2 separate regions of the Mus musculus genome follow, and region 1 is linked to region 2. A link is a contact called in public HiChIP or PLAC-seq data. All regions are on one chromosome and are shown on one strand. Each heading gives the region's core, a stretch centred on a gene start, on an enhancer-like site or on the middle of the called end of the contact. The rest is flanking DNA. Distances are from core to core; before and after follow the strand shown.

Region 1 (6,561 bases), core at 1,694-4,193, 350 kb before region 2:
AACTCACTTTGTAGACCAGACTGGCCTCAAACTCAGAAATCCGTCTTCCTCTGCCTCCTGAGTGCTGGGATTAAAGGTGTGCACCACCATGCCCGGCTCTGTTTTCTTTTTCTTTTTTTCACTCTTCTTTTGTTTATTTTTTGAAACACAATTTTCCTGTGTAGCCTGGTTGTCTTGCTACTTGCCCTGTAGACCAGGCTGGCCTCAAACTCAAAGATCTGCCTGCCTCTGCCTCCCCAGTGCTGGGATTAAAGGTGTTGCTCCACTGCTGTCTCTCTCTTCTTTTTAATACCCCTCCACACACACCACCATAAAGCTGAGGCTGGCCACAAACTCAAGCTCTTCCTACCTCTACCTCTTGAGCTCCTGAATCATAGGCATGGGTCAGCACACACAGCTTCACTGACTGTTTTCAAAGAGGAGGGCTGGAGCTGCAGCTCAGTGGTGCAGTGCTTATCTAAGCATGTACCAGGCCCTGGGTTGGCTTCTCATCGATGCATGGCAAAGAAACAAATAAAGCCAACATAACCCAGACTCTAATTGGGAAATCTCTGCATGCCTGTAATCTCAACTGCTTGGGAGGCCCAGGCAGGGGAATGGCAAATTCAAGCTTAGTATGGGCAGAATAACAAGAATCATCGCAGCAAAAACAGCTCTCAGTGTTAGATGCCTGTTTAGCATATACAAGCCCCTGGGTTTGATTCCTAGAATAAGCAAGGAGGGAGGGGAGGCAGGGGGTGACCGAGGTCAGGGCTACACAGAGGATGCATGGCTCAGCCACACTTGGACTCTTCTGTACACGTTCCTCTCAGGTCAGCTGCAAGCCTGGATGGTTAACTTAGATCACACTGGGAACCCAGCAGATGTGTTATGGCCTGGGCCATGGCTTTCACATCCTCCCCAGCCGCATACTTCCTGGGCTCACCTAGTCTTTCAGGTCCTCAGTAACAAACCATTTGGTATCTGTCACGCACAGTATCTCTCAAGGACTTGTTCTCTCAGCAGATGACCCTGCCTGGAATTTTCTAGTCTGGCCTGTTCACCTCAGGAAACGTGGTTGAGTGCTTGGCAGGGTCGGCAGTGGAAAGTCAAAGGCTTCCGTCTCCATGGAATTACAGAAATACCCGAAGCCTCCCACTCTCCCTGCATCTGTGCTGGCTCACTGATCTCTGCTGTAGGAAACTGGAGGAGTGCTCCCCCTGTGTCCTCTAATGCTCATACCCTCCATGCTCACACTCCTTACCAGGCCTCCCAGGTTCCTCCAGGCCTGCCCCTGCCATTTTTATTCCTTCACATTTAGAAAGGCAAAAAGCCTGGAAAGATGGGATGGTTGCCAGCCAGCTATAACTGTACACATTCATCTACTCAAAAGGAATTAACTACTGGCTAGTGACGTAGCTCAGTTGGTAGGGTGCTTGCCCAACATTTATGAAGCCCTATGCTTGGTCCCCAGTGTGGAACAAACTGGCCATGGTGACCCATGTCTATTATCTCAATGCTCAAAAGGTGGAGTCAGATGAGTCAGGAGTTCAAGGTCATCCTTAGCTGCACAGCAAGTTTGATGCCAACCTGGGCAACATGAAACCTTGTCTCAAAACGAAACCAAAACCTCAAAGTGTAATAAAACTGTTGTCTTTGAATTTAAAAAAAAAAAAAAAATAGAGCTTTAAGACAATCTTGGCTTGAACTTGCATGTTAAAATGAGTCCATATTGTCAGCTTTGAGGAACTTGGGATAGAATGAATTTTTCAACACTTGTCACCAACTGTCTTCATTGTCCTGACTATCTGATATGGGGATGACAGGTTGGTTCTGGGTGGGTGAAAGGTAAGTAGCAGGGACCAAGGCTAGGAGGAGGGAGAGGAAGGTGGGGAAGGCCAGAATGGGTTGGGTCCCAGGGAGAGAAGACATCTGGATACACATCTGTCAGCTAAGGAGGTGCTAAGCCAGTTCTGGGCCTTGCTCTTTTCTCTTTCAGTGTCTTTCTACGGTGGGAGGAGGCCGCAGCATGTGGAGGTCAGAGGCTAACATAGCCAAGATGGTTCTCTTCTTCCACCCTGTGTCAGCCTTGGCAGGAAACTGACCCACACACTGAACCAACCACCTTGATGGCCTGCTGTCCTAAGGATCATGCTCATTTCTGCCATGGGGGCTCTAATAATTAGGTACTGCCCACACTACCTGGACAGTTTCCCTGATTCTTGCAGGAACAATGAATGAAAGTTACCTCTTTTTTTTTTTTTTTCTTTTGTAATATGTATTGGGGGTTTGTTCTGAGACTGTTTGTACGCAGTTCTAAGTGGACTGGAACTCACTATATAAACCAGGCTAGCTAAGAACTACCTATCTCCTGCCCCAGCATGAAGTACCTTTGCAGCCAATAACAAAAGCGCTCTTAGTTTACCGATAAGGGAGTTCAGAACTCATTTAAAAGGCCTGAAAAGGCTTTTCTGTCTTCAAAGCAGATGAGGGCACCCCAAAGTGCCAGTGGCCCACATCCTAAGTCCGTAGGTGCCTGGAGAAATGGTAGGAGAGAGAGGCCATTTCCACTGCTTGAGCCTAGAAGTGGCCTGGGGTAAAAAGAAATGCTAGGCTAACAGGCCTGGCAGGCAGCAGAGAGTCCCTACCCTCCGCAGGCTGAGATCCCCCCACTCCTGCAACACTGGGCAGGTGCTGTCCATGATCAGACTCCTGGCTTGAGCCTGCATCCTGCTGGGCTTTATCAGTAGCAGTTAATTGACCCGAATTCTGGGCTGGTGTAAGAGAAGGGAGCCAGAGTGTGGCTCATGATGCGCCTCTTACGCAGGAAGGCCCTCACTTAAGCCTCCTAACCGGAGGTCGATGATTGGGCAGGGACAATTATCTTCCCATCTATTACAGCTCAGGGAGGGTAATCTGCCGGAGGGTGATGACGAACGGAGGCGACAGTGCACGCTCCCGCAGCCCACGTGGCCCGCCCCACCCCCTTCCTCGCCAGCAGATCCCTAGGCCCTGGCTTCCGCCCCGGACATCCCACAAGCCTCCAGGTCACGCCAGACTCTAGGTTCCCCAGGAGACGGTCCAGAGGTATTGGGGTGCAGCATGGCACCAGTGGGAACCGTGCCCTCCGTGCCAGCCCCCATGCCAGGCAGCCCCTGAGCTGCCCTTTGTTTCCCGGCCGCTGGAGACTTCTGCGGAGTCATGGTCACGTGGTGCTTCCGGCACGGGGTGTTCCAGGCTCCACGCCAGGGCCCGGAGACACCCCCGCCCTGGGCCAGCCTGTGGGTTGCTGGCTGCCAGCCCAACCCGGAGCCCCTTATTCCCGCTGGGCCCACGTCCTGCCAGGCAGCTCAGCTTTGGGTCGCAGAGCCTCTACCATCCACTGGCCCAGGCTCCCAGCGCCTTTATTCATCCTCTAGGCTTTCATCCAGACTGTCTCCTGGGGTCCTTCCTATAACGCTATAAAGCTAGACATCAAATGCTTACCATCAGCCTCTCTCTCCTCCAGAAACCTTGAGCCTCCTCCCCCCTTCCTTGCCCACGACCAGCAAGCATGAACAAAGGTCAGTTTATTGGCCTGGCCCTTCTCCTTGGCAAAGAATTTAGAAGAATTTAGAAGAACAAAAGCCCGAACCCTTTCCTCTGCAGTTTAGCCTACGAAATAGACCCACACAGCGACATTACTCCATTCCTCTCAGGAAGTATAAGGCCTTCTGGGGAAGGCCGCTATTCTCAGCATACTCTAGAATCCCTCCCCTATGCTGTAGGGATAGCTCAGGGACTATACAACCATTATTGCTCTTCCCAGCACCTACTTTTGGAAACTTACACCTCCTGACCCCCTCGTTCCAGCTCCAGAGTATCCGATGAGTCTGTCCTCTGTGGACATAGGCACTCCCATGCACGTGATCACACACAGTTGTACCTACTATAATACTCAAAAAGGTGTGTGTGCGGTATTAAGAGAGAATTCAGTCAGTAAATGTTTATTGAAAGTATACTGTGTGCTGGGAACCTAGTTCCTCCCAGAAGATGCAAACCACACACAAGAAGTCAGTCTAAGGAGAGGCAGTGTCTCTGAGGAAGCCAGCCTCCCAGGTGGCCATCTTCATGCCTCTCAGTTTGAACCTGCAGAGCTTTTGGGGTGGAGGAAGGCAGGGAAAAGAAAACAGCCTAAAGTGGGAGAGAAAGTGAATGGGGCACACATCACGTGCCTGAGGGGGATCTGTGTGCTGCTGTTTCTTCAGGGCTTGGTGGGGAAGCGCAGGTAGGTGAGTCCCCGGTTGCCACTGTGTCCGTCCACAAGGGGCAGGGGGTGCTTCGTGTAATGCTGAACCATGGCGGCCACAGAGGAGAAGAGCTGGATAAGGCAGGCAGGGCATCTGTGGGTCCCTTAGGCTTCAGTCTGCCAACAACTTTCTAAGGCAACTGTAGGGCCTGGCAGGGGAGCTGGCTGGCATTTTTCTAGATATTTTTTCTTCCCCCCACGCTATGAGACTGAAACGCCGCTCTGCTGTCTGGTTGTGAGCCTGCCACTGCACCAGCATGCTATGCTATTGGCCAGCCTCGGGCTTCCAGAGCTGGGCGAGAACTGCTTTAGGCCTGGTCCTTGGCTGTGGCCTCTCTCAATGGAAGCTGAGTGGTGGGCAACTGTCTAGGTCTGAAGCCAGTTGCTGGGGAGAAAGGTCCTTGGAGATTTCTGCCCTCCTCTCAGATGGTCTCATTGCCCTCACCTTGACCCTATGAAGACTGAACCATGGCACACGGAAGTCCTTCCCAGAAAAGATAGGCCTCTTTTCACAGTGCCAGATGTCTGGGAAGATGTTCCGGCCTCTGGCTACACACACACACACACACACATACACACACACACACACACACACACAGCTTTATTTTGTTTTTAAACACGGTCTCACTGCGTAGTTCCAGCTGGTCTAGAACTAAAGAGATCCATCTGCTTCTAGCTCCCAAGGAGTAGGATTGAAGGTGAGTACCACCATGCCTAGCTACCTTGTTTATTAGGATTTTTCTTTTAATTTTTTTTTTTAAATAGGTACGAGTGTCTTACCTACACGGATATATGTGCATCTCATGCATGTGTGCTTACAGAGGCCAGAGAGGGCGCTAAGACCCTCAGAACTGGGGCTATAGACAAGTGTGCCGGCCATGTGGGTACGGGGAACCCCAGTTCAAACCAGTGAGTGCCATCTCTCCAGTCCCAACCTTGTCTTCTGAGACAAGGCCTCTCACTGACTTGGATACCTGTTTCTCAACCTCCCAGCCCAAGATTATAAATAAACCTGAGCCACCTCTCCTGCCTTACTTTACCCCCTGAGGCTCTGGGGGTAAAACTCAGACCTTCATATTGCAAGGCAGGCACTTAGAGACAGAACTACCTCAGAGGCATTTCTGTTCAAGCCAGGGTGAGGGAGGGAAGCAATCGGTGTCCCCCACCCCCCGAAAACACACATGCTCCAGGCAAGGCCCAGGGTGCTGCTCTTTGACCCACCTCGGTGATTGGCCCATGACTCATCCGGTACCCACCTCCTCATGATTCCTGCCCTCCCGACCCAGGGCATAGTGGTGCCCACCGTCCAGTTGCCGGATGGGAATGTTGAAGACACGGCCTCTGAGGAGTACTGCCAAAGTGAAGGGCTGGGAACTGTGAGGCCCAGAGCTGAGGCGCACCGTGTAGGCCCCATCCTGTGGAGGAGACCCCAGCCATGAACTTCATCTTAGTTGCCTAAGGCCAGCTGACTAATTATGTGAAGCGCCTCCCCCGCCCTTACTGCCAGCCTCATCAGGCATGGGCAGAGACTAGAGGACTTTCAGAGAAGGCCAAGAGTTGACAGATGCCCACCTTTTGGAAGTGAAGCAGGGCTCTCTCAACAGACTGACGGTCACAGTTTCCAGAGTACCAAGGCTGACCCAGCAGACTACCATTCTGTACAATACACAGAGCTACTCAAAGAGACACCCAAGTGCTGAGCTGCTCATGGCGAGCAGAGAACCCTGGGGTACAGTTATTTGTGTTTCCATCTGCCAGCCCCAGCCTGAGTCCTACAGGCCAAACCAAGTAGTGTCTGTGCCTGGGGTGCAGCACGGGGACGGGGGAGCTGCACACCCGGTTAAGTGCACACGCGTGTTCCTCATGGGGGTGTAAAGGCCCCAGGATTAGGAGGGCTCCTGGGCAAGGACTCTGCTTCCCACAGACATCTCCCACATCTGCCCCAGCTCACCTCAGCAACAGAGCTACTCAGAGCAGGGGCTATGGAGGAAGCAGACAGCCTCCTTCCTGCTGAAAGAAGCAGAGAAGAAGGCTGGAACCAGGAAGGGGATGGGTAAGAAGGCTTCATGGGGGACTACTGCAGCAGAGGGTGCCAGCATGTTTGAAACCTAACATTGGCCATTCTGTGCACCTTGTCTTCCCAGGCCTGACACTCAGGGAGGACCTACCAGACAGGCCTTGCCTGATTTCCAAGTGAGAACTGATCTTGGGACACATACTGGCTGCTTTTCGAGTTAGTGCAGACCCTGGGAAAGGCCCAAGAGGGTCCTCTCAGGCCTGATCAGGCAGAAGTC
Region 2 (7,143 bases), core at 1,279-3,778:
GTTCAATGAAAAAGATATATTTTATTTTCTGGTAATTATAGAAAAAAGTGAAAGTCCTAAAATAAATAGGTATTTTATATTCATGATCAGATTGCATACCAAAATAGCAATACTCTTCAAACAAATCTATAAACCTTACACAATCACTATCAAAATCTAGTTGGTTTAAAAAAAAAAATTGTCAGTGTTTCTAAAACTCAAAGAAACTGAAGGGACCCAGAATGTGCAAAACAAGTCTGAATGGAAACAAGATCAAAACACCCAGAAATTTCAAGGTTTTATAAAGCTTTGGAAGTGAAAGCAGCACTGGACTGTCATGAGCTGTCATGAGCAGCCACACATATCAATTAAAAAGACTCAGTCCTACAGAAGCCTTTGTTTATGGTCAACTTATTTTAAGCAAGAAGAAAGCTAATTAATAAATAATAGTTCAATGACCCAGAACAACTGGGTACCTTCTACCTCAGCTCCAAGTGAAAAACCAAATTCTAATCCTAGCCCTCAGGAGCTAGAGGCAGGGGCATCTCTGTAAGTTGAAGCCAATCTAGCTACACAGTGAGTGAGACCCTGTCTCAAAAATGAAAACAACAACAAAAAGATTTTAACTACATGAAAGATCTAAATCAGACACAACTGGAACCCTCAGAAGACATATTTCCCAGTGATTTAGCTTGGGCTATGTGCGTTAGGATGACATCTGAACACAAAGTAATTAAAAAGAACAAAGAAGGCATTTTAAAACAAAACTTCAGTACTTTAAAGTACAGCACCCAGAAAGTGAGAAGACTAAAGATTGGGAGTACATTTTTGCAAATCATCTATCTGTTAAGGAACATGTGTCTAATATATAAAGATTGGTTACAATTCAGTAATAGGCATTACATGTAAATTTTTTTTAATGGGAAAAGGGTCTGAACATTTTACTAAAAAATACACAAATAGCTAATAAGCATTAAGAAGAAATGCTTGGGTCATTATCTATCAGACCTGCAAATCAAACCCACTTGAGCCAGTGCTTCATGCCCATCAGGAAGGCTATAATCAAAGACAATAGTAAGTGTGTTGGCTAGTTAAATAATTGAGGCCTGAAGCAGACAGCTTTTCTTACTGAGGGCTATTAGCAACAGCCCAGCCTGATTTCACTGCTTGTTTCAGTAGCACTCTGGACCACTTGTGGAGTTTTCCAAGGGCTGAAAACTGTAATCAAGAGACAGAAGGACACAGGGAAGATGATTTTAGTTTGAATGAATCTGAACTCTTGGAGGTGCTTATGGGATAGTTTCAGGATGTTTTGTTTTTGCTTTTCATACCCATAGAAGCCCCTTAAATGATAATAATTGATTTTGCATTATGAACTTACCAAAGTCTACCCTTGTTAATATGCACTGCATCGGGTGGTCAGTTGTATGCCTTGTTGTCGTTGCCCCGCTTTCATAACAAGATGCACAAAGATCGTAATCGTAGCAAATTAAACACTTATATCTGCGACCTCGAAAATTTCCTTTTAAACATGCATCACAGCTGACACCTATAAAACAAGAAGAAGCACCTTCAATCAGCGGCTGGGAAGGGTCAGTGTGGAAATGTTTCAGGGCTCATTTGGCCCAGAGAGCCTTTCAAAAACAACCAGCAACAACACAGTAAAAAACACAGTAATCTGAGCAGTGTGGAAAACTCCTTACTCAGAAAGGTCAATCCTAATGAAGAGGACCTCAAGACGGGTGGCGGGAGGGGCAAAATTTAGGGAGTTTTAGGCCACCAGATGATAAGATGCTACTGGGGTAAGGTGTCTCCAAATATTTCAAGAAGTGTAAAAGCCCTTGTTAAAAAGTGCCTTGTGATCTCAGAAAAGGTGTAGTTACATGCTTTTTTTCTATAGGTTCACAGTCTATATGGCTCAAAATGCCACCAATTATCTGGCAGGTATAAAATCCTAAGAACTACATACGTTTAAACTATAATACACACAAAGAAACCACAATCAGACTGTAAGTTCATATCAGAAACAAACAGCAAACACTTAAATACCAATTCTTCTTCAGTTTTTGTTTTACATAATGTCTCAGTAGGAAGCCCAAAATGACCTTGAATTCATGATCCTCCGGCCTCAACCTCCAAGGTGCTGGGATTACATGTTTACAGGTGTGCAACAATTTTTCTGAACTCCTAAATAACAAAGAGTGGGGGACAGGGTCTGACTGTGCAGCTAGACTTTGGTTGACCTTGAACTCACTGGGATCCACTTGCCTACGCTTCTAGAGTGCAGGGATTAAAGGTGTACAACAATTCTTTGTTTGTTTGTTTGTTTGTTTTTGGTTTTTTAGAGACAGGGTTTCTCTGTATAGCCCTGGCTGTCCTGGAACTCACTTTGTAGACCAGGCTGACCTCGAACTCAGAAATCCGCCTGCCTCTGCCTCCCGAGTGCTGGGATTAAAGGTGTGTGCCACCACGCCCGGCACAACAATTCTTAGTATGTTTAAACAAAGAATAAATGAGGGGGCACTGTGTAGGTCAGCCTACTCTACATAGTGAATTCCAGGACAGTCAGTGCCACAAAGGGAGACCTTGCCTAAAGGGAGGTGGGGGATGAGGGGTGGGATACAGGGAGTAGGGGTACTTCAAGAGCCAGATAGGAGATCTATACTAAATCAAATGTTTAGAGTTCAAATTTTTAAAAAATTTTAATTGAAAAGTCAAAGCGCAGGATTAACAATAGAAAATGCCCTTATTTGTATGTGTATACTTTTTTTATGCAGAAAGCACATATAGCTGAACTCAACTGGGCCAGTGTGTTAGATAAGAAAGAACAGAACAGGTCAGCTAGACAGTGAGTGGTGCTGCACACTTTAGTTCCAGCACTTGGAAGGCAGAGGCAGGTGGATCTCTGTGAGGCCAGCCTGGTCTACAACTCCAGAGCAGGCAGGACTTCAAAGAGAAACCTTGCCTTAAAACAAACAAACAGGGTTGAAGAGATGGCTCAACAGTTAAGAGGACTGACTGCTCTTCCAAAGATCCGGAGTTCAAATCCTAGCAACCATGGTGGCTCACAATCATCCGTAAGGAGATCTGATGCTCTCTTCTGGAGTGTCTGATGACAGTTACAGTGTACTTACATATAATGAATAAATACATCTTGAAAAACAAACAAAAACAAACAAACAAAAAAGAGAAAATAGAACCTTAATAATATATTAATGGTATTTTTTCACTCCAAAATAGAAAGGCATTCAGTTTTTTAAAAAGCAGTTTATGATTCTACCTACATTAGTCAAATTCAGAGAGAAAGAAGACAGTTGGTTATCAAGGGCTAGGGAAAGGGGGTGGAGGAAGATAGGGAGTGTCTGTCTACTGGGTAGAGTTCCATTTTGGGATGATGAGAAAATTCTAAAGATGGATAATGATCAGGATAACAATGGAATATACTTAGTGCCACAATAAAGGGCAGACCATTAAGAAAAAAAACCAAGCTTATGAATAAATCTAATCAAAGACAGGAAGCCTTTTAGGAAGAAATTAGTAAAAATGTATTCAAAGACATTTTAAATACAATTTTAAAAAATGTTAGGGCCTTCGGAGCTAGCACCTGAAGGACCTGAGTTCAGATCCTATCAGCAAGTGCACACTCAATCCCAGGAGAGATTAAAGGCTTGTGACACTACCACTTGAATCCAAGGCAATGGTCATAAATAAAAGCATTTAATTAGGGGCTTGCTTATAGTCTCAGAGGCTTAGTCTATGGCAAGTATGGAGGCACCTGTGGTAGCTGAGAATAGCTGAGAGCTTTACATCTGATCCCCAGGAGGACCTACAGGCAGGTAGGAAAAGAGTCTCTGGGCCTGGCGAGGGCTTTGGAACGTCAAAGGCCACCCTGCCACATCCTGTGATACACCTTTGCTAAAAAGGTCCATATATCTCCTAATCCAGGCACTTCACCAACTGGGGTCCAAGTATGCAAACACGAGCCTGCTGGGGCCATTCTCATCCAAACTGCCACACTTCCCTTACACTGACTGCTTCTGTCACATATTGTGTCCTGTTGACTAATATATACACCACGTAATAGATTCAGGATACTGGGGTACGGTGGTTTGAATAGGTATGGTTCCATAGACTCACATGTTTGAATGCTTGGCCCATAGTGAATGGCACTATCAGGGGGTGCCTTTGTTGGAGAAGTGTGTCACTGTGGGGGTGAGAGCTTTGAGGTCTTCTATGCTCAAGCTATGCCTAGTGCTGCACACAATCTCCTGCTGCCTGTAGATCAAAGATGTAGAACTCTCAGCTCCTTTTCCAGCACCATGTCTGCCTGCATGGCGGGCTTCTAGCCATGATAATGGATTAAACCTCTGAAATATGTAAGTCAGACCCAACTAAATGTTCTCCTTTGTAAGAATTATCATGGTCATTACCATGGTGTCTCTTTACAGCAACAAAACCCTAAGACACTGGAGTACCACACAGACTAGATAGATAGGCAGGCAGGCAGGCAGACAGATAGACAGACAGACACACACAGAAATGGCTAAGTGGTTAACAGTGCTGCTCTGGCCTCTGTGGGCAGCTGTATACTCACCCACACACAAATATTAAAAACATAAAAAGATGGAGCTGGAGAGATGGCTCAGTGGTTAAGAGTACTGACTGCTCTTCCAACCATGTGTAACTGGATCTGATGCCCTCTCTGGTGTGTCAGCAACAGGATGCTCATATACATTTAATAAATAAATAAATCTTTAAAAATTAAAAAAAAAAAGATGTTTTTTGTTTGTATTTTGTTTTTTTCTTACAGATATTGTGGCTTTCAAAGTTTTTATTATTTTTAAATCATGGGCATCTATACATCCACTGTCCCAAATATCAGATCCCCTTGAGTTAGAGTAATAGAGTGACAATAGACTGTAAACCACCTGACATGGGTACTGGGAATCAAACCTACATTCTTAGGAAGAGCAGCAGCAAGAGTTCTTTACTGCTAAGCCCTCATCTCTCCGGCAGTTCCTTTGTTTTTTGAGACAGATTCTCATTATGTAACCCTGGCTGGCCTTTGCTTACTACATGCTGGAATCACAGAGCTTGTCTACAGCTATTTAAAGTGGAAAACTTCAGGTTGTTAATCAGTATTATCTCTACAAGGCCTATGTATGTTCCAAGTGTGACTTTTCCTTTAAGAAGTGTATTATGCCATACAATAAACTCACTGAGAACAACACTACTGAAAGTACACAACAACGGTAAAGGCTATTCTTCCCAGAGGATCTCTGCGTTTATAGACAACTGGAAAATTAGTGCAATCTTGAACAGGGGGATGGCCTCAGCAGATGCTTGCCTTTCATGCCTGACAACCTGAGTGTGTTCTCTGGAAGCAATGGTGGAGGGAACGGACTTCTGAAAGTTGTCCTCTGACCTCCAATATGTGTTGTAGCACAAGACTCAACAGACACACAGACACGAGTAAATTTCTAAAAGAAAAAGAAAAACAATGCAGTCCTTTGAAGAGGGCCTAAGATGAACAGGAAAACAAATTACAGTAATGTTGTAATTAGCAAAAGTTAGGTGATTCTGCTTAAGGGATCTAAGACAAATTTTATAATGTTTCACACACAGAGGGAGTCAGGAGCAGAAAGAAAGCTTGCCCTATTTCTAGTTAAGGAATTACAAAGGGAATAAAAACGGTCTTGGCAAAAGGAGAAAATATCTCAGGGGTTCTCTCTCTTTCTCTCTCTCTCTCTCTCTCTCTCTCTCTCTCTCTCTCTCTCAAGTGGGGAGATCCACTTTGGTTTTTTGAGACAGGGTTTCTCTGTGTAGCCCTGGCTGTCCTGGAACTCACTCTGTAGACCAGGCTGGCCTCAAACTCAGAAATCCACCTGCCTCTGCCTCCCAAGTGCTGGGATTAAAGGCAAGGGGTTCTTTTTTCTTTAAATATTAATTTACTTATGTGTACGTGTCAGGGAGCTGCAGGAATTGGGAAACTATGCACACAGTTGGCTTTTCAAGGGCGTTATTTTGTGTGTGTGTGTCTGTGTGTCTATGTTGGATCTTTGCCACAGCACACAATGGAGGTCAGAGGACAACTTTCAAGTCAGGTCTCTCCACTTCCACTTCTTGAGAAACAACCTTTATGGGAGCACTGGAAAAGGAAGAGATGGGGGCAGGGAGGGCAGTAGGAAAGGTGACCATGATTAAAAGTATATTATGTACAAACATTTTGACCCAGGTAAGTGCTACCTCAGCCTCTGAAACAGTTGGGATTAAAATGCTGTTCGTGTGTGTGTGTGTGTGTGTGTGTGTGTGTGTGTGTGTGTGTGTGTGGAATCGGGAAGGAAAAAGGCTGTTCCATCAGCCCAGTTAAGAATCTCTCGAGGTGGGGCTGGTAAAATGGCTCAGGTCCTGAGTTCATCATCTGTAATGCAATCTGGATGCCCTCTTCTGGAGTGTCTGAAGACAGCTCTCAAGGTAGGTGCTTATAGGTGATTCCTTTCACAGGATGATAATCGTAGACAAGGCTAGCTCTTCCTAAAGCACCTTCTGTCAGTTCCCCTAGGGTGGGATTTTCTCAATTCTTTGAAAACTCATGTCTATTACATTTTTTCCCAAAGCTTTGCCATCTTTTTTTCCCCATTAAAAAAAAAATCTACTTTTATTTTATGTGCATTGGTGTCTTGCCTGTGTCTGTGTGTGGGTGTCAGATATTGGAGTTACAGTTGTGAGTTGCTATGGGAGTGCTGGGGCTTGAACCTGGGTCCTCTGGAAGAGAATTCAGTGTTCTTAACTGCTGAGCCATCTCACCAGCCCCACCAAATTCTTTATCTTTTAAAGTTTTCTCATCTGGCCTCACCCCTGTAGATCACTGCAGAATAATAATCATTATGATTTTTGAATATATAGCCTTTTTATCCTTGGTCTTTTCAAACATATAAAGAAGTCTGTAAGGACCTGTTTAGCATGGGAACCAATAACCCGTGGCTGACACAAGTATGTAGCTGAATCTTGAACCCCCCCACACACACACACACATGTGCGCACAGACACAAGCAGTCCAAAGAACACATTTATATTGATCCCAGCACTCTGGAAAGTTCAAGGATAGCCTGCTCTATAAGCCAGGGCTACATAAAGAAAGCCTGTCTCAAAAATATCAAAACC

The links. HiChIP or PLAC-seq counts read pairs in DNA pulled down with a chosen protein or histone mark.
Region 1: an H3K27ac HiChIP or PLAC-seq map of embryonic stem cells shows a contact between it and region 2, with 6 read pairs. The contact joins two enhancer-like sites.

The regions. Positions count from the first base shown.
Region 1 is chr6:72,509,703-72,516,263 of GRCm38.p6, forward strand. It overlaps Sh2d6 (SH2 domain containing 6), which reads right to left. Exons shown (of 12, transcript NM_001374030.1): 9 at 6,219-6,277; 10 at 5,840-5,923; 11 at 5,524-5,682; 12 at 3,939-4,339. The coding sequence ends at 4,223. Among named protein-coding and RNA genes, the nearest start is that of Sh2d6, 7.1 kb to the right of the region's middle. Within about 2 kb of position 2,944, at least 398 of the 459 cell types and tissues checked have an H3K27ac peak or open chromatin away from gene starts, as enhancers often do. A contact at or near this core is called in embryonic stem cells, where this site is marked.
Region 2 is chr6:72,860,398-72,867,540 of GRCm38.p6, forward strand. It overlaps Kcmf1 (potassium channel modulatory factor 1), which reads right to left. Exons shown (of 7, transcript NM_019715.2): 2 at 1,361-1,528. Among named protein-coding and RNA genes, the nearest start is that of Kcmf1, 36 kb to the right of the region's middle. Within about 2 kb of position 2,529, at least 7 of the 459 cell types and tissues checked have an H3K27ac peak or open chromatin away from gene starts, as enhancers often do. A contact at or near this core is called in embryonic stem cells, where this site is marked.